Regions from separate parts of the Sus scrofa genome. Here region 2 is linked to region 1. The links are chromatin contacts, called in public HiChIP or PLAC-seq maps. All regions are on one chromosome and are shown on one strand. The core of a region is the stretch at or near the end of the contact, and the rest is flanking DNA. Distances in the headings are between cores, read along the strand shown.

What was found. HiChIP or PLAC-seq counts read pairs in DNA pulled down with a chosen protein or histone mark.
Region 2: an H3K27ac HiChIP or PLAC-seq map of skeletal muscle shows a contact between it and region 1, with 4 times the contacts expected there. The contact joins two enhancer-like sites. A contact is called at or near these places in 3 of 47 Hi-C or Micro-C datasets (embryonic fibroblasts, heart right ventricle and mesenteric adipose tissue) and 1 of 2 datasets of contacts at active chromatin or transcription factors (skeletal muscle).

What each region holds. Positions count from the first base shown.
Region 1 is chr1:267,551,151-267,554,683 of Sscrofa11.1, reverse strand. The region is part of intron 4 of RALGPS1 (ras-specific guanine nucleotide-releasing factor RalGPS1); the gene reads right to left. Among named protein-coding and RNA genes, the nearest start is that of ANGPTL2, 110 kb to the left of the region's middle. Within about 2 kb of position 1,598, at least 23 of the 83 cell types and tissues checked have an H3K27ac peak or open chromatin away from gene starts, as enhancers often do. A contact at or near this core is called in skeletal muscle, where this site is marked.
Region 2 is chr1:267,623,099-267,626,631 of Sscrofa11.1, reverse strand. The region is part of intron 8 of RALGPS1 (ras-specific guanine nucleotide-releasing factor RalGPS1); the gene reads right to left. Among named protein-coding and RNA genes, the nearest start is that of ANGPTL2, 35 kb to the left of the region's middle. Within about 2 kb of position 1,956, at least 10 of the 83 cell types and tissues checked have an H3K27ac peak or open chromatin away from gene starts, as enhancers often do. A contact at or near this core is called in skeletal muscle, where this site is marked.

The DNA of each region.
Region 1 (3,533 bases), core at 349-2,848:
TTCTGCCTTGTGCCAGGCTATCTGCCTATATGATCTCCTTTAAGCATCACAACACCATGAGATGGGCATCCTGTCCATGCTGCAGATGAGGAAACGGGCTCCGGGAGGTGCGGAAACTTGCCAGGCGCACGCAGCTGGAGAGCAGCAGAGCCAGGTTCCACACGCAGATCTCCCTGCCTCCGAAGGGTGAGCCTCCCAACACCCCAAACTGCCTGTGATCAGAATCAGGCCGTTGCTCCTGCAGCAAGAGTCTAAACAAAGCCCATTTTCCTCACAAAGTCACAACCAGGCGCCAAGCCCCCGGGGATAAAAGCAGCTGTTCACCAAAGGTTCTGTTTTGTGTTATTAATTTATTTAAAATGTCATACCCACACTCAAGAAGGAAGAAAATAATGAGTCTGGAAATTGCAAAGTGTTGGCTTCATCGGATCAAATGTGCTGCTGGCCTATGTCTGCGGTCAGATCTGACTCCCAGCCGGCTCTCCCCACCCTTCAAGCAGGCCTTTTTTGGGGAGCCCAGAGAGGGACTCCAGCCTCTGTCTCCATCATGAATGGAGCTGGGGGAAAGCCCTTTTCCACTTTGTTTCGATTGTGACACCAGATCATTGCAATGGGTAGAGCAATTACTAGGAAACGAGAAGCAAATAACAAATGCAAACTCAGAGCAGTGACAAAGGAGAGAGACAGCTGCTCAGGTACTGGAAAGCCCTGTGCCAGAGCCGTCCTCCCCAGGCCGTGGCCCCACTCCGAGGGCACCTGGACCGCCGCCCCCCCACTACCCGATTCAGGTTTGTTTTTCTTACAGAGAGAGCCAGTGTAGTGTTTACGTCAAGAGGATGCAATGGGATCTTACTGTTATTATTTTTATTACTACACCCTAATATATTCAGCAAATAACATCAAGCACTGGGTAGATGGCAGGACACAGTGAATTGTACTGGATGATCCCTGTGGCCATAGAGTTTATAATCCAGGTGGGAGACAGATTGGAAACACTAATTATTGCCTTTTCAGCCATGACATTTGCACACAATGGAGGTCTGCTGCTGGCCCATCCCTTGGAACCTTGGCTGCCTGGGAGAGGAGACAAGTCTACCTCCTAGGAGCAGGACGAAACGCAGTCAGGCTTTAGCTTTAGAAAGACATCTCCCAAGGCAGAGAGGAGGTTGGGGGCAGGATTGGATGTGGGGAGATGGGATCAGAGGAGGCGGCAGTGACTTGGGCTGGGCTGGGGCAGGGGCGGGAAACGGTCTGAGAAAACAGCATGTGACCTGAAAGAGGGGTTTTAATGATGTCAGCGAAACCAGTCTCCTCTTTACAAATAACTGCCTTGCTGGCAACACTCTTCCCTCCTCCCGAAGCCAAACGCTGTGATTCCAAGGAGCAGCGAAGACACACAGGGTTTGTCCGACTTCCAACACTGACCTCTGCTTTCTGGAATGCCCGCTTCTTCAGAGCAAGCGAACGGCATCCAGACAAAAGGCCAGAGGGTCAGGTTCCTGAACCCACAAGTAGTGTTTTCCTGAACTGCAACGTGTCATGTGCCTGCCCAGAGGAAACTGTATGTCAGCGGGGAGTCTTCCACTCCTGCAGGTCAGTTCTCTGCAGACCAGCAGAGGCTAGTCCAGCCATAGCCCAAGGTCTCAAGCCCTGATTCAGGGAAGGATGAAACCCAGTCTCCCTAGAGTGAGTGCCCCCCGCTACCTCTGCTCAGGGACAAGAGTTCTATCTGGGGAGTTCCCGTTGTGGCTCAGAGGGTTAGGGACCAGACATTGTCCCTATGAGGAGGCAGGTTTGATCCCTGACCTCGCTCAGTGGGTTAAGGGTCTGGTGTTGCCGAAGATGCAGCTTGGATCTGGTGTTGCTGTGGATGTGCCGAATCAGCTGTGGCCCTGATTCGACCCCTGGCCTGGGAACTTCTGTATGCCACATGTGCAACAATAAAAAGGAAAAAGAAAAAAAAAAAAGAGTTCTAACTGGATATGGCCTCCATTGTCCCACAACATTTGTTAACGCACCTCCCACCTCCTCATTCTTTTCCCTTTAAATCCCGGGTTCCCTCCAGAGCCCCAGTGAGGAAGGGGTCGGGACAGAGGACGTGTGCCCACCCAACACCCCTGGCCTGCCTTCCACTGACACTCAGCACCAGGCCTGTGCCTTGAACCCAGGTGGCAGATGCTGGTGACACTCTGGTCCCTTCCCTCATAATGCTCTCAGTCTAGGCCCGCAACTGTCTTCTGGGGAGCCCCAAGCCATTTCTGGACACTTCCATGTCCCCCCCACATTGCCATCAGCTCCCGACCCCAGGATGCTCTCTCACGTTCCACTCTAGCTCACAGTCTCCTCCCACTCTCCTGCCGTCATCTCCGGGCACGTCGGTAAACTGGGTCACACCTCAGCCTCCCCCCAGAAAGGCTTCCATGCCCCCCCCACCACAGCTACCCAAAGGCATAGCCCTCGCCCTCGAAAGCGTGGTTGCTAGAGCGACCCCGCCTCTGACCCTGAACTAGGAAATCCTTCGCCCACATGACCTCCTGGCCTCCCTCCCCTGGACGAAACGCTGCCGACCACGCGGCCTGACTTCCAGGACACCGGGCTGCCTGGGCCTCCTGCATCCAGGGCCACTGCCTCTGCCTCCTTCCCTGCTACCTGCTCTTCCTTCTGCTCCCCAATGGCACAGCGCACCCCTCTTCTCCTGGGTCTTCTTGGTTCAGCTCTCATGGCAGCCCCCTGACGGGTCTAAGGCCGGGCCCCTTCTCTCCATTGCCACCGCCCTTGCCTCCCACAGGCTGCTGCGCACCCCCCAGCCAGTCTGCTGCCTGCAATTGGCAATTCAAACCAACATTCTAAAGTACAAATCCATCCAGGACACTCCCCTTTTGCAACCTCTCCGTGAATCCCCAAGGCTAACAAGCTAGAGCTCTGCCTCCTGCCCACCCCACCCACCACCTTCTCCTTGATGCCCCAGATACTCTGGTCCACTGTGTGTTTACAAGTCTGCCTGTCGCTCTCTCGGAATTGTGTCCACGTCCCCCACCCCCGCCCCTGTCTCCGCAACAGGCAGCACCACAGACTGATGAATGAGCGAATGAGCGAAGGTCAGTCTCACTACCGGGCTATCTGGCAGCCGGGCTGCGGCAGTGTCGGCAGAGGCAGCAAGAAGATGGAAAAAACACAGGCACGTGGAGAATCTTTCCACCTCCTGAATGCAGTACCACTGCAGTTTATGTCCATCACACTTGGGCCTGCTGGACACCCATCCACATGCCTCTGTGACCCTGCTCACCCTCGGCTGCCAGTTGGCAAGAGAATGACCCACTGGCCTCTGGTGAGCCTTGGCATACCCACATCCCCAGCAACGATGCCCTGAGGAGCACAGACCCAGGAGAACAGCAGGCTCGACTTCTCTTCTCCCCAGATGCCACAACCACAGGTCACGTTAAACTTGACAAAATACATTATCCGCCTCTTCGGTGAGTCATGCACTCTGCCTGACATGCCCGTCCCCATTCCCATTCTGTTTCCCAAGTCGC
Region 2 (3,533 bases), core at 707-3,206, 72 kb before region 1:
TTTTTGTTCCTTGAGAGATCACAGTTTTCCACACTGCCTATAGTTTTATTTATTTATTTATTTATTGGTCGCATTCTCAGTATATAGACGTTCCCGGGAGAAGGATGGAACCCAAGCCACGGCAGTGACCATGCCAGATCCTTAACCCACTGAGCCACTAGGGAACTCCTATAGTTACTTTTAGAATCAGGCTCTATCCCTTTTTAAATCCGTTATATTCCAAATTTTATTTAGCTGTTTCCTGGAGGGAACTATAGCTAGTGAAAACCAAACACTCTCAAAGCTAATAAAGATACTTAGAAATAAATGCTGTAGCCACTCGCCACAGCCCTTTGCCTGCTTTTGTTACCATTTTGACCCGAACTGGGTACTTACAAGGAGTTGCTATCAGATCAAATTAAGCTGCAAGTAAATGGCCTATTTCCTACCACTGTTTTTGCTCTTTGAAGTAAATGGGAATGACATTTTGAGACAGAGTCTTATTTTTTAAATGTAGTAAGTTTTTCCCTCAGTGTTTTTTAAATTATGTTTCATGAGAAACAGTGCACTAAAGTTCAGCCAACTGGCTCTAAAATTTGCATCGAAAGGAGCTGGAATACACACCACATGGTGAATGACAATGGCTAGTACTACATTAGGGTATCTTTACAAGGAGTGGGGGACACACGCACGAATGGTCCCGGGAAACTAGTGAGTGTAGAACCTTCCACAGGCGTTTAGAAGAACCCATAGTCTTTTGAGCAGTTATACACGTAACGGCTAAAGCAGCATTCAAGGTCCCGAGCAGGAACTAAGCTTTACCAACGCAGCTGAAAATATCAAGTCCCGCCCCCAGAATAACTCCCTCTCCCCCAGGGAAAGACCTACGGTGAGGACGTTGCCAGGGGAAAAAGAAACGGCTTCAGACATTTTTTCCTATATTGTACTTTCCAGGAATTATGTAACTCTTCCTCTTCTGATAAACAAATCCGGCCCCAGGACAGGTTGGGTTTTCAAGAGGAATCCAGCACTAAAACCACAACCTGGACGTGGGCAGGGTCTGTCTATGGCAATCAGAGGGGCAGGCAGGGCCCTAGCTGCCCTCGGGATGACAGATGGCCCTGCTGAGCCTCAGGATGGGATCGCGGTGCCCCCATGGTAACAACCCTCACGCGCTGTCCTGAGGGCAGAAAGCACCTTGGCGTCTCCTCCCGTTCTTCCCATCTGACTCATGTATGTCAGGAGTCTTTCTGATGCAAGGATGGGAAAGGAAGTCTGATTGGTGTATGGGGCGTGCGGGGGCGGGAGGGGGGGATCCTCGGGGCTGAAGGGAGAGGAGCATGAGGTGAGGCTGGGCTCCCTCGGAGGCAAGCAGGAGGGTCTCGCAGGAGAACAGAGGTCCACACGGAGCTTCTTGGGAAGTACCTGACAGGAACAGGCAGCTGAGATGAGGTGAGCAAGGACAAGGAGGGTGTTTCTGTCCGGAAACTCAGTGGCAAGGGGCCCTGGCCCAGACCATGTGTCTGCTGCCAGTGTGGACCTGTCCTGTGTCCTGAGCCACCGTGGTTATGCACAAGGGACCTCTGGCCAGCGGCCTGAGCAGGGGACTCATCCAAAGGGGAGGGGTCTGGGACCTCCTGGTCTAATGAGAAGGGACACCGGGCAGCAAGGGGAGATGCTGCTGGTCCAGTCTGCCCTTGGCTGAAGCCCGCTAACCACTCCCTCAGAAGCCCAAGATAGCACTGCTTTGTAGTCCAAGAACAAAGTGTCACAAGAAAGAGCCAAGGCAATTCATCCCACTTCATTTAGTGCCCTACGGAGGCCACCCACAAGTCATAAATGGCAGAGGACATACAGGTGGCAAGTGAAAGGGAGGAGTAGGAAAATAATGACCTGAACGCGGAGGTGAGGAGTCAGGAGAGGGCAGTGTCAAGAGCCCAGGGCTTAGAGCCAGACCATCTGGGCCAAGTCCTGGCTCTGCCACTCTCCAGTTATGTGACCCTAGACAACCTCTCAGCACCTGCTTATTTGCTGAGCCATTGTGAGCATTCATTGAGATGATGCATTAAAATATCTAGCAAAGTGCCAGGCACAGAGAAAGCAGACGATAAGCCCAGCTCCTGTGATCATTCTGTGAGAGAGGAGAGGCCATCCTGAGCAATGCTGGAAGAGCATGTCTGCCACCTTGCAGCAATGGGCCGCTCGAGGCGTCCCTCAGCCTCATCCATCAACCCGTCCTCCACCTGATTAGCCTCAGGCGAGGTGGAACGGGCTCGGGAGCTGGGCAAACCAACATGCCCTCCATCTGCAGATCTGAGATGGGGCTTTGCCCTCACCCTCGCCCAGTGGAAAGACACTGCCGTTTACAGCAAGTCTTAAGATGAGAGCAAGGAAAGGACACGAAGCATTAAGAAGGATGATAATTGGAGTTCCTGTCGTGGCGCAGTGGTTAACGAATCCGACTAGGAACCATGAGGTTGCGGGTTCGGTCCCTGCCCTTGCTCAGTGGGTTAACGATCCGGCGTTGCCGTGAGCTGTGGTGTAGGTTGCAGACGCGGCTCGGATCCCGCGTTGCTGTGGCTCTGGCGTAGGCCGGTGGCTACAGCTCCGATTCGGCCCCTAGCCTGGGAACCTCCATATGCCGCGGGAGCGGCCCAAGAAATAGCAACAACAACAACAACAAAAAGACAAAAAGACAAAAAAAAAAAAAAAAAAAAAAAAAAGAAGGATGATAATTCAATAACGTGGCTCAAGTCCAAACAAATGGGAAAGGCTTTTACCCCCCACTAAAAGGCAAGGTCTCTCTTATTGGGCCCAACTAAATGAGGTTTTCAAGGATCATGCCCAGATTGGGGGGGGGCAGGATGGGCTGGGGGGGGGTTGGGATGGAAATGCTATAAAATTGGGTTGTGATGATATTGTACAACTATAAATGTAATAAAATTCATTTTAAAAAAGATCGCACCTAAGACAAAACAACTTAAAATGTTAAAAATCCAAAATAGAGTCAAAGATTTATAAAATGAATGCAAAGGAAAAATAAATCAGATTTCACCGAATTAACATCAAAGAAATAAAAGAAAGGAATAAGTGGAATCAAGGTCATTTTGTACGGGACATACTTCATAGTGAATCCAGAGCTGTTACAAACTCCCAGAGGTCAGTCCTCGGTATCCACGCGGGACTGGCTCCAGGACCCCTGTGGGTACCACAGTCTGGGGATGTCAAGTCCCATATATAACATGGCATCGTATTTGCATGTAACTTATGCACATCCTCCCCTATACTTTAAACCATCTCCAGACTACTTATAATGCCTAATACGATGTAAATGCTATGTAAATAGTTGCCAGCACATGGCAAATTCAAGCTTTGCTTTTTGGAACGTTATGGATTTTTTTCTGAATACTTCTGGTCCAGGGTTGGCTGAATCCACAGATGCAGATCCCAGGGATAAGGAGGGCCAATTGTCTACTAAATAATTTAAGGCAGAAACTCTTAGAAATGCAAGGGGTCTCTAACATATATTTCTGTCCTTGACACACCAGGTTGTC